Linked DNA regions of Mus musculus: regions 1 and 2 are each linked to region 3. A link is a contact called in public HiChIP or PLAC-seq data. All regions are on one chromosome and are shown on one strand. Each heading gives the region's core, a stretch centred on a gene start, on an enhancer-like site or on the middle of the called end of the contact. The rest is flanking DNA. Distances are from core to core; before and after follow the strand shown. Region 1 overlaps Ctnnbip1 (catenin beta interacting protein 1). Region 2 overlaps H6pd (hexose-6-phosphate dehydrogenase (glucose 1-dehydrogenase)). Region 3 holds the start of Tmem201 (transmembrane protein 201).

Evidence for each region. HiChIP or PLAC-seq counts read pairs in DNA pulled down with a chosen protein or histone mark.
Region 1: a contact with region 3 is called in an H3K27ac HiChIP or PLAC-seq map of microglia, with 6 times the contacts expected there. The contact joins the enhancer-like site here to the promoter of Tmem201 in region 3. A contact is called at or near these places in 1 of 39 promoter capture datasets (macrophages), 7 of 484 Hi-C or Micro-C datasets (the G1E-ER4 cell line, the HPC-7 cell line, bone marrow-derived macrophages and 3 more), 1 of 115 datasets of contacts at active chromatin or transcription factors (microglia) and 4 of 9 other capture datasets (adipose tissue, embryonic stem cells, liver and 1 more).
Region 2: an H3K4me3 HiChIP or PLAC-seq map of forebrain shows a contact between it and region 3, with 4 times the contacts expected there. The contact joins the enhancer-like site here to the promoter of Tmem201 in region 3. A contact is called at or near these places in 11 of 39 promoter capture datasets (the 3T3-L1 cell line, the SN4741 cell line, cranial neural crest and 6 more), 3 of 15 datasets of contacts at CTCF or cohesin (embryonic stem cells, large pre-B cells and pro-B cells), 44 of 484 Hi-C or Micro-C datasets (the 63-12 cell line, B cells, the C10 cell line and 22 more), 27 of 115 datasets of contacts at active chromatin or transcription factors (T-cell acute lymphoblastic leukemia, astrocytes, bone marrow-derived dendritic cells and 19 more) and 4 of 9 other capture datasets (adipose tissue, embryonic stem cells, macrophages and 1 more).

Annotation. Positions count from the first base shown.
Region 1 is chr4:149,561,349-149,564,628 of GRCm38.p6, reverse strand. Ctnnbip1 (catenin beta interacting protein 1) reads right to left here. Exons shown (of 5, transcript NM_023465.4): 5 at 1-424. The coding sequence ends at 366. Among named protein-coding and RNA genes, the nearest start is that of Clstn1, 23 kb to the left of the region's middle. Within about 2 kb of position 1,923, at least 122 of the 459 cell types and tissues checked have an H3K27ac peak or open chromatin away from gene starts, as enhancers often do. A contact at or near this core is called in adipose tissue, bone marrow-derived macrophages, cerebral cortex and 1 more, where this site is marked.
Region 2 is chr4:149,977,718-149,981,249 of GRCm38.p6, reverse strand. H6pd (hexose-6-phosphate dehydrogenase (glucose 1-dehydrogenase)) reads left to right here. Exons shown (of 5, transcript NM_001291004.1): 5 at 1-1,776. Among named protein-coding and RNA genes, the nearest start is that of H6pd, 24 kb to the left of the region's middle. Within about 2 kb of position 1,354, at least 206 of the 459 cell types and tissues checked have an H3K27ac peak or open chromatin away from gene starts, as enhancers often do. A contact at or near this core is called in the HL-1 cell line, the SN4741 cell line, Sertoli cells and 12 more, where this site is marked.
Region 3 is chr4:149,736,294-149,739,969 of GRCm38.p6, reverse strand. It overlaps Tmem201 (transmembrane protein 201), which reads left to right and starts at 1,902. Exons shown (of 11, transcript NM_001284270.1): 1 at 1,902-2,135. The coding sequence starts at 2,023.

The DNA of each region.
Region 1 (3,280 bases), core at 674-3,173, 180 kb after region 3:
TTCACATTCCTAAAAATGACCTAAATAAAGCACCAGAGCTCGGAGAGCTTCCGGGGAAGCCAGATACCGAGGCGCAAATGTTTAAAAAAATAAAGAGTCAGAAATAAAAATAAAAGGTTTCCGTTGGTCAAGATTTAAAAATAAAAAGGTTTCTTCCTGCAGCCAATCTCAAGTCCATCCCTTTAAGCCAATCACAAACCACCTTGATGCCAGCCCTGCTGAGTGGCGGCTGGGTGGGGAGGGTCGGATGGGGTAAGGGGTGCAAAGGGTAAGAAGACGGTGGTTTGCTACCACTCAACCGGCAGAGGAGCCACACAGATCTCTTGGCCATCTGCAGCTTCCAGGGAGTTCCGAGGGGCTTCCAGCTACTGCCTCCGGTCTTCCGTCTCCGATCTGGAAAACGCCATCACCACGTCCTCTGCACCTGCAGACCAGGGGACAAGAACTGCTAATGGCTTCTGGAATCAGGACAAGGCAGAAAGGCTGTGCTCACTGGGAGCAGCCCTCCTTATCTTCCCACCCTTGCCAAACTGTGCTGAGCTTGGAGTGCTTCAAAGGTCCGGGATGTAATTCAGCTGATAGAGTACTTGTCTTGCATGCAAAAGCCCCCGGGTTGGCCCCCTAGCAGCACATGAACTGCTGATATGGCAAAGGGGTCAGAAGTTCATGGTCATCCTTGGCTACAGTGAGTTCAGGGCCAGCCGGGGGCACATGGCAACCTAATAAAAACTACCGGGAAGGAGACAGAAGTGTTTCTAACTAAGTCCACCTCTCCTTAGACTTCCTACAGCCAATCTGGGGACATGAGTGACCCCACCCTGCTGCAAAGCTTCAGAGCCTGGTTCAAAGCCTCATAGCTAGGAGATAAGACAGGTCCTGGGGCAGGACTCTGCTCAGCCCATGTCCCTTGCTCCAAGGGCATCACATTAGGATGGGAGGTAACGTTTTCTTGGGAGCCTCTCTCTTCTCAAGTGTAGATTTTGGTAGTGGAGAGACGGTTCTTACAGAGGACCCAGGATCGATTCCCAGCACCTACACACTGGCTCACAACCCTCTGGGATTAAAGCTATGTGCCATTATGTCTAATACCCATAGTCATTTGTGACTGAAAATCAAATCAAATAATTGAAAACTGCTTACTTCTCATTGTTGTATGGTGGGGCGACACACTCCTGCATGTGTGTAAAGGTCTGATGACAACCCCATAAAACTGGTTCTTTCCTCCCACCTTTGCATGGGCTTTGGGGATCGAATTCGGGTGGTCAAGCTTGGTGGCAAGCTCCTGTACACACTGAGCCCTCTTGCCAGCCCTCTCACTATGAATGCAAACACTATTCACCTCTGCCACAGCCTCCCTTTGCTCAAACCCAGCCTTTGTTCCAAGGAGCCTGGCCACGCCCATTTCCAGCCTGCTGCCTGCCAGGCTTGACAGAAATATATGATACCCATTTCTTATGGTTTTTCTTAATCCTGAATTTGAGATTCTAGTCCAGCCACTCATGAAATCGCTCCCTTTGTCTTGTTCTCCCTAAGACAGGCTCTGACACATTGCCAGAAGAGGCAAGGGGAGGAGGGAAGGAGCAGGAAATGCTAGCCTACCCAAGCTGTCGGTACCTCCTGCTCCCTGTCCGCCTTTTCTAAAGCGTGGTGGTCCTGCATCTTGCCCTAAGCGGTAGCAGTGAGGCTGCCTGTGCCTCTGGCATACCTCCCTGCTGCGCTATGGGAAGCTATCTCCCTGGAAGACGCAGATGGGAACAGCAGGGAAAGCAAAGGCCTCCAAGGACTGGGTTGGGTTAGGTGGGGGTGGGGTGCACCAGAGCCTCCGGCACTTGGACCAGAGTCGCACAGTGTTGCTCATCCTTGTCCACACCATCCCGTGCACGCACCTTGCTGCCTGGAGGAGCCAGGGGGCACCCCAGGCAGTGCTGCGGAAGGGTGGCCCAGACGAACACGTGACATTCGGAAATCCTGCCTTCACATCAGCACAGTGGTGCTAAGGGAACGTAATCTATCATCCACCCAGCCTGTTTCTGCCTCATCGGTGTTCTTGGAAAGACAGACAAGCCTCCAGAAAGGAGCGCAGACATCTGGCTTCTTGCTTGAGAAGCCCTCAGATCCTTTCTCTGTTCTCACTCCAGTCCTGGGACCATGCACTATCACTGCAAGCAGGACTGTCGCCAGGATTACGTCATACCCTGTGTGGTGGCTGAGCTGGGTGTCTAACAGATGCTGGTTTCTCTGAGGGCTGCCTCCAGCTCGCTAGGCATGAGGGGGTCGAAGCAAGACCGTGCTGGGGAGGCGTCAGCAGAAGATGCTTCTGGGGCAATGAACGGAGACAACCCACTCTCTTCCTTCCTCACTTGCCTCGTGGGTTTTCTCGCAGGGACCTTGGGCCTCTGCAGAGAGCTGCATGTGCAAAAATAGCACTGGGTCCCCAGGAGGAAATGGGCCACTGGCTCCTTAGAGAAGCTCAAATCCCCATCACTGGGCTCTGCAAACTGCTCATGGGTCCATGTCCTGTACTCTGAAGACAGCAAGTGTGCTGGCTGTTTTTTTATGTCAACCTGACATAAGCTGAGGGTATCTGAAAGGAGGAAACCTCAACTGAGAAAATGCTCTCTTACATAAGACTGGGCTGCAGGCAAGCCTGTAGGGTCTTTCATTAATTAGTGATCGATGTGGGAGGGTTTAGTCCATTATGGGTGGGGCCACTCCTGGCCTGTGGTCCTGGGTTCTATAAGAAAGCAGGCTGAGCAAGGCATGAGGAGCAAGCCAGTAAGCAGCATCCTCCGTGGCCTCTGCATCAGCTCTGCCTCCAGGTTCCTGCCCTGCTGAGTTCCTGCCCTCGTTGCTGTTGATGATGCACTGTTCTATGGAAGCTGAGTGAAATAAACCCTTCCTCTCCAAGTTGCCTTTGGTCATGGTGTCTCACAACAGCAATAGAAATGACCTTGCCAAGGTCACACATTTACTCTGACGAGTAAGTAATAGGATACCCAGAGCAAAAGCTTTGTAAGAATTTTACCCTCCCTCCCACACTGCCAGCTGGCTAGATTCTCCCTGACTGGGAACCCACAGGCCTCATTTCAGAGTCTATGTTCTGTTTTTGGGGCTGCAGAAGGAGTCCTCAGAGATGCTCCCATCCCGCAACCATTCCCGTTCCTAAGGGATTTGCTGACCACCAGAACTTCCTTCCTTTGAAGCCAGAGAGAGGGCAGAGCATCCTCTGACCTGTTTCTATTAGGAGTGGGCCAGGCACTCAGCCTTCAGTTAAAGCCAG
Region 2 (3,532 bases), core at 105-2,604, 240 kb before region 3:
GCCTGCGATCTTCAAACTGGTTTCTGTGGAAAGAGGGGCCAGTGTTGATGGGGAGCAGGGTGCAGAGACTCCTGGTGAATGTCTTGCTCTGAGCCAGGCCAGCAGAGTAGACACAATCCTGAGCCTGCACCGGGCGCCTTGCCTCTTCTGGTATCCCATCATCCCTCTGTGCACCTAGCTGAGATCCAGCGCTCCTCCGGGCAGCTTCTGTCTACTCTGGGAGGACACCCACTGTCCTCAGTATTCCCCATTACCCCTCAGCCTCTCCCTCTCTACAGACACAGACACTGCCACGTCAGAAGTTCCCCCAGATCTAGAGACCGGGGCTCCCTTTCCCACTAAGAACTGTTATGCTGTCATTGGGCTGTCGGGCATCTCTGATCTATCTAGACGGGAGGGCTCTGTCTGCTCCTGGGTCGGGGGTGACTCCAGATCACAGCCTCTTTCTAGGGCTTATGTGGCCAATTGCCAGCATCAGGGCAGACTGCAGCTAGCCCTCCTCACACTACCTCTCTCTGGCTTCAAGTCTGGCAGCAGCCCCTCCTCTGCCGGGCATCTCCACCATTCTTACTGACGAACCTGGTACCACTGGGAACACTACAGGCAGCTCCTAACTTCAGTCCCCTCCAGGGCCAACAACATAAACATTTCAGGGCACATACAGTTTTCATTTAGGCCTCCTGCTGAGTCATGTGAACAAGGGAAGGCCCAGAAGGGTTAGGATGGCCCGTCCTCACAGTTACCTATGTGTCAGTCACAGAGTCTCCGTGTCTTTCAGAATTTTCCCATAGAGAGGTTTCCTGTGATGAGGAGCGTCAGGAAATCTGTTTCTCTCCTTTTATTTGATTGTACTTTCTCCCAGACAGCACATGGAAAAGAATTCTTGCTTTCACTAGAGATGTGTGCATAGAGTGTAGCCTGAGCTGAGGGCTCTGTATGAAAGGCACTCTTGTTGAAATTCTGCTTACTCTGACCTCCAGTGACCCAGACTGACAGAACACCTCTATTCCTTGGCAGAAAAGAGGAACGCCCTGGGGTCCTTTCCTGGCCTGCTTTGCTCAGGCTTGGATGCAGGTAGTCGCAGGTGAAGTTCCACCTTTAGCCATGTGGGGGAGCCCACGTGCCACCACTCACATTCCACCCAGGAGGCGGGTTTTAGTGCCAAACGTCTTTTCTTCGCTTTTCTTGCTCACTGCCTCTCAGGCGTCTTAGCCCAGTGCGTTTTCATCAGTTCTTAGGGACTCGGCCTTCTGCAGTTGCAACATCAGAGAGCAAGGGGCCTTGCATGCCTCAGGAGAGAGGGTGCCCAGGCTCTGTGTCACCATTCTGAATAACGGTGAGTCACTGCCCAGCCTGAGCCTAGAATGTCCCGTTCTTATCCAGATGAATGACTCGCCTCTGTCTGTGGGGAGTCTCTGCACAGGGGAGGCCAGTGTGGGGGAAATACCAAAGATCTCCTTTCCGGAAGCAAGCACAAATAAAATTTCATTGGAAAGGTTGGTGGGGGACATTGTCTGTGTTCTCTGGCATGCACCTGTGTGTGCCCTTTCCCTTTCTGCCCCGGGTTAGGAAGGAGTGATGTTCAGAGCCAGGACCACGGAAGATGCTGCTCTTCAGACTTTCTGAACCATCATCCACAGCCAGCAGGGCTTTACCAATCAGTCACATCTGTGTACGAATCTGTCTCAGGAAGGAGCTCTCAGCCTTAAGACCTGGGATACCCTCTATTTTTTTAAAAATTTTCATTAAAAAATTGTTGCTTGCAAACCACTTAACATTGAGTTGATAAACAGTGTGACGAATACAGCCTTTGCCAGCCTCCTGCCTGTCTGGAAGTGGGGATCTGAGGCTGGGAAGACAGGACAAGGTGTCCAGGTTCCTGGGGAAGGGAAGAGGGACATGTGGTCACTGTGTCTGGGACACAGCCTTCCCTCCCTGGATTCACTTCTGGCTCCCTTAGGGTCCCTGTAGCTGTGGCTTAGCACTGGCCTGCAGGCCGTAACCCTGGGCTGGCTCTGACCCCGCCTGGGATCTTCTAACTGCACCCTGCTCACTCCCTGTTGAAACAATGGAAGCAAAAGTCTGCACCTTGCCTGGTGGCTCTGTGGTCTCCCCACTGATGGGCAGATGCTAAATGCTATGCACAGGCACACCTTGTCCTGCCAATAGCCCAGTGTGCCACGTGGCAGGGCCTTAGTGACTGAAGATTTGAAACTGGGAAAATGTCCAGTGTTGTCCAGAAACTGTATGTTAGATTCTAGAAGCCATGCCAGCACCCTGTGGGGCCTGTTCCTTTCCAGGGGACCCATGAAGGGCTCACATGGCTGAGTCAGGTTCCTTGGGTAGGCCTGTGAGTCCACTATGGGAAGGACACAGGGGCATACAAATGGCAGAAGTTGTCCTCCTTGGGGCGACATGCCAGTTAGCATCTCCAGGCTAGATCCTGATTTCTAATTCCAGGCAAATGTTCCTGGTAACTGCACTTTAAGTAGTCCCATCTTGTTAATTTCTTGCTTCTTCTTCTTTTTTTTTTTAAATGATTTTAAAATTTTTATGTGCATGTTTGCCTGCCTATGTGTCTGTGTGAGGGTATCAGATGCCCTGGAACTGGAGTTACAGACAGTTGTGAGCTGCCATGTGGGTGCTGGGAATTGAACCCAGGTCCTCTGGAAGAGCAGCCAGTGCTCTTAACCACAGAGCCAGCTCTCCAGCCCCAATTTCCGGCTTACTATTGCTCTGGAGAAAATACTCTCTTCTCACTTTTGCTCCCCAAATTAGTGGAATCAGAGCTGCCTTCCACTTGGACTGATATCTTAGCGCTCTCCCAGGAGGGCCTCCTCCGCAGCCTGACAGGCCTTGAGCTCCCCCATGCTCTTTTGCCTTCTTTCTCTGACTCTGACAGAGAGTCGGGGGTGTGCCATGCAAAAGGGAATGAAGAAGCCTCCAGAAAACCCTCATGGGGTTACTTCTTAGAGCTTAATTTCCAGGAACCTTTTTTGGATTTTGTCTCCCGCGGAGTGTGCGAGCCCCTCAGAGCAGCTCTGCAGCAGATCCGCAGCTGCGTTTTCATCTTAGACAGCTGGCACCCCTGCAGGCCTCCGCTCACTACTAGAAAAATCACCTGGCAACATTCCAGGGAATGAGTCGTGGGTGGGGAAAGGAGAGCAGTACTGGTCAGCCCCTGCCTGCTCTGGGAATGACTGTCCAGGGGAGGGCTGCTGTCCCCAGGGGTCACAGGCTGCACAGGTCATGAGACTGCGAGCTGAACTGGAGAAAACAGGCCCATTTATCTGCCTTCTGCTCTCTTCTCCCCCAGCTCCCTGCCCTCCACAGTTCTGTACCAGCGTCTCAGCCCCCAAGGTCGTGCTGTGGCCCGGGACCTTGGTACTTGGCTCGTAGATTGGTTTGGCAGCTTATCCAGTGGGGGAAGATGGCGGGCAGGAGTTAGAACCCAACCTGAACTGGCAGTGAGTTGGGAGGCTCTGCGCTGTTCTGCCTGGGCTCATTTTAACTGTAGTATTTGGGGGTACCC
Region 3 (3,676 bases), core at 653-3,152:
TAGGTACCAGGCATCATAAAAGGTGAGATTTTCTGTTTTGGTGGTTTTGTGTTATTTAGTTTTAAAGTTTCTACCTGTGTCACCTTCCAGGAACTTCGCCAGCTGGACACCAAAACCTAAACACATGGGACTTGGATGAGTTCTGAGTCTGAAATCTGGATCTGAAATCATTTTTCCTTCCCTTTGCCTAAGACTTAGAGATGCCAATAGTCATGCGGTGCCTAAGATGGTGTGAGTGATGTTCAGGAAGCTCTTAGACAACAGCTATCTGCTGGAGACCTTTCCTGGAACTCAAGGCATCCGATCCAGAAAGTGAATGATGTGTGGGCGTGGCCATGCATTGTGTGAGCCAGTGCACTCTAGGCACACTCAGAGCTAATAGAAAGCAAAAGGAGGATGGGAAAGGTCTTGTCTCTGATGTACAAGCGACACCTTCCAGGCTTTTACATTGATTCCCTGCACACAACCTGCTCCTTCCTTCCTGACTGGTGACATGTGGACAGGTGAGCTGCCAACAAAAGCGAGAGATTATTACAGTGACCCTCAAGCCATCATTGCCCACAGAGAACTTGATCTTAAAGACACTCATAGGGGCTGATGAGATGGCTCAGCAGGTAAGAACACCCGACTGCTCTTCCTGAAGGTCCTGAGTTCAAATCCCAGCAACCACATGGTGGCTCACAACTATCCGTAATGAGATTTGATGCCCTCTTCTGGAGTGTCTGAAGACAGCTACAGTGTACTTACATATAATAAATAAATAAATCTTTAAAAAAAAAGAGACACTCATAAAATTGTGTGTGTGTGTGTTGGTGGGGTATTCTACAGAAACATAGTATGTAATTAGAGATAAACTTTTTTTAGATTTTTGTTTTTGTTTTGTTTTTGTTTTGTTTTTCAAAACACGGTTTTTCTGTGTATCAGAGTCCTGTCTGTCCTGGAACTTGCTCTGTAGACCAGGGTGGCCTTGAACTTACAGAGATCTGCCTTCCTCTGCCTCCCAAGTACTGAGATTAAAGGTGTGCACCACCATGCCCCATAATTTTTTGACCTTTTTTTTTTTAAAGAAATCAAAGGCTTGTGCCACAACATCTGCCCAACCTGGTATAAATATTTCTTGCTAGAGATGTTTTGTTTTATTTTGTTTTGTTTTAGGACAGGACCTACCTACTAGCCCATGGATTGCCTGATGACCTGGAACTCACTGTGTAGTCCAAGCTGACCTCAAATTTACAAAAATCCGCCTACCTCCACAGGGATTAAAGGCGTGCATCACCAAGCCTCAGTGAGTTTTTCTTGATCCCTAATTTAGCTCACGTAAATGCTGAAGCACGCCTGTAAGTGGCTCTTCCCTCCATCTCACTCCCCGAGGTAATCTATTTGAAGTGCACAGACTTCATCAAACTTGGCAACTATGAAAATCATCTACATTCGACTAAAGAAAAAAAAAAGGATAATCCCTTCAGGACCAATCCCCCCCCACACACACACACACCTTAGCCATTCACTCTAATGGCTGCATTATGTTCCGAAACATGCTATCCTGTGATTATTTAACCTCGTTTCCGTCTTTGGACGTTTGTGTTTGTGCAAGCTAATTTTCAACCACTGTGGCGTCTGAAGCGGCACAGACCGACTTTAGCCCAACGCCAGGAAAGCAGGACTAAGTGGAGAAAGCATTGGCAAGGATTAGCGTTAAGGTAGCAGCACTAGGACCTGCAAATGCATGCGTGCGCAGGCTGCAGGCGCAGGCGGGACTCCTTCCAGCTCTAGAGAGTGGCTTTGCAACTGTGGACGCTGGGGGGCGCGTCCGAGCCAGTGCCGAGGGCTTCCGTAGGCGCCCCGCCCACTCAGGCTCGCCCCGCGCCGCGATTGGCTGCGCGGCGGGAGCGCGCCGAGTCAAGGGGCGGGCTCGCGCCGGCTACAAAGCGGCGAAGGTCACGGCGCGAGCTGGAGCGCGCGGGCCGCTGGGAGTCTCTTTTGCGGCCCGCGCCCCTTGCCCACCGACTCGGCCCGGAAGCCATGGAGGGAGTGAGCGCGCTGCTGGCTAGCTGCCCCACCGCCGGCCTGGCGGGCGGCCTCGGGGTCACGGCGTGCGCTGCCGCCGGCGTGGTGCTCTACCGGATTGCGCGGAGGTGAGTGCGCGCCCCGCTGCACGCGGCCCGGGCCGCCGCCCCGCCCCCGCGAGGCCACGGCGGAGTCCTAGGGGCGGACCAGGCCTGCTCGCGAATGCGGGACGCATTCTCCGCCACCGCCTTTGCCCTCACCCCCTAAAAGCCTCGTCGGGGAGCAGCCGCCGACCGTGGCTGGGGGAGGGGGCTGCTGCTTGCTCCTCCCTTCGAGGCCCGTGCTCCTGGCTGGACTGCCCTGCTGGGCCTCTGCCGCCCATCGGTTAGGAGGATGAGAGCTGGCGCTTGATGGTCTGTATGCGATAGCAATAACATTCCTCGCGTAAGCTTTCCCCCGGAGAAGCCTTGGAGCTGAGTACTTAGAAGGCACGTGTGAGCAGTAGCAGCCTGAGGCAGGAGCCTGCGCTCCACACATTTAAGGAACTTGTCCACTCAGAGGTGTACGCTGTACTCCTTGGACACATGTCACGGATGGGCTTTGGGATCAATACCCTGGCCTGTCATGGCTCAGAGACCACGCAGACCCCAGTACTCCAAGCTTGCCGTGGTCAAACCCCAGAATGGAGTCGTTTCTCCAGCAGCGTGAAGGAATAGCTCACCTGATCACATTTCCCGAGGATAGGAACATACACGCATTCGTGGGAGCCTCTTTGGGACAGCCGGGGATGTGCAGTGCTCGGGACTTGACCCTAGTCGCTGGATGACAAGGAGCTATGGTTTGAACTGGCAATCAGGGTGATAGGTCGCCCTCCTTAACCCTGCATTTCTTCTGCAGGAGAGGGCAGGCAAAAGTTGTTAGAGGTAGGTGAGTCAGCGGCACCTAAGGAGGGGATGGATGTCAGCTGTGTTTGAAAGAGGGGGCCACATCCCGGGGGGCTGAGAGAGTGCCTGACTCTAGATCTCAACCCAAGCTTCCTGTCTTGTTCCCACCCAGTTTTTGGGAGTCAGAGGGACCGCTTAAGATCAGCCAACCCAAAGCAGTCCCTCGTTACCTGGGCCTAGGGGAGCCTGGGCAGTCTGTTCATGTGCCAAGCAGAGCTTGTCCCAAAAGCCAGGCATCTCCTGGCTGCCTCTGCCAGCTCAGGGCATTTGGCCAAAAGAGCAGAGTGGGACTTGTTGTGGCCAGGACTGGCTGCCTGTCACCCTTCCTGTCCTGCCAACGAATGCCTTGCCTCTGCTAGAGACAGGAATCTGAGTTCTTGGTGAGGTGTGTGTGGGACATGTATTTCTTTTTGTTGTTGTTTTTTTTGTTTGTTTGTTTGCTTGCTTGTTTTTTTCGAGACAGGGTTTCTCTGTGTAGCCCTGGCTGTCCTGGAACTCCCTCTGTAGACCAGGCTGGCCTCGAACTCAGAAATCCACCTCCTCTGCCTCCCAAGTGCTGGGATTAAAGGCGTGCACCACCACGCCCGGTGGGACGTGTTATTTCTTTCAGGAGCAGCCAAAAACCCCTTCATGCTTTTTTCATACTGACACCAGACTGTGAAGGTTTGGACCATGTTTGGACTACTGCTGCTGATTGGTCAGAGCACGGGGTCTCGGGTGACTGT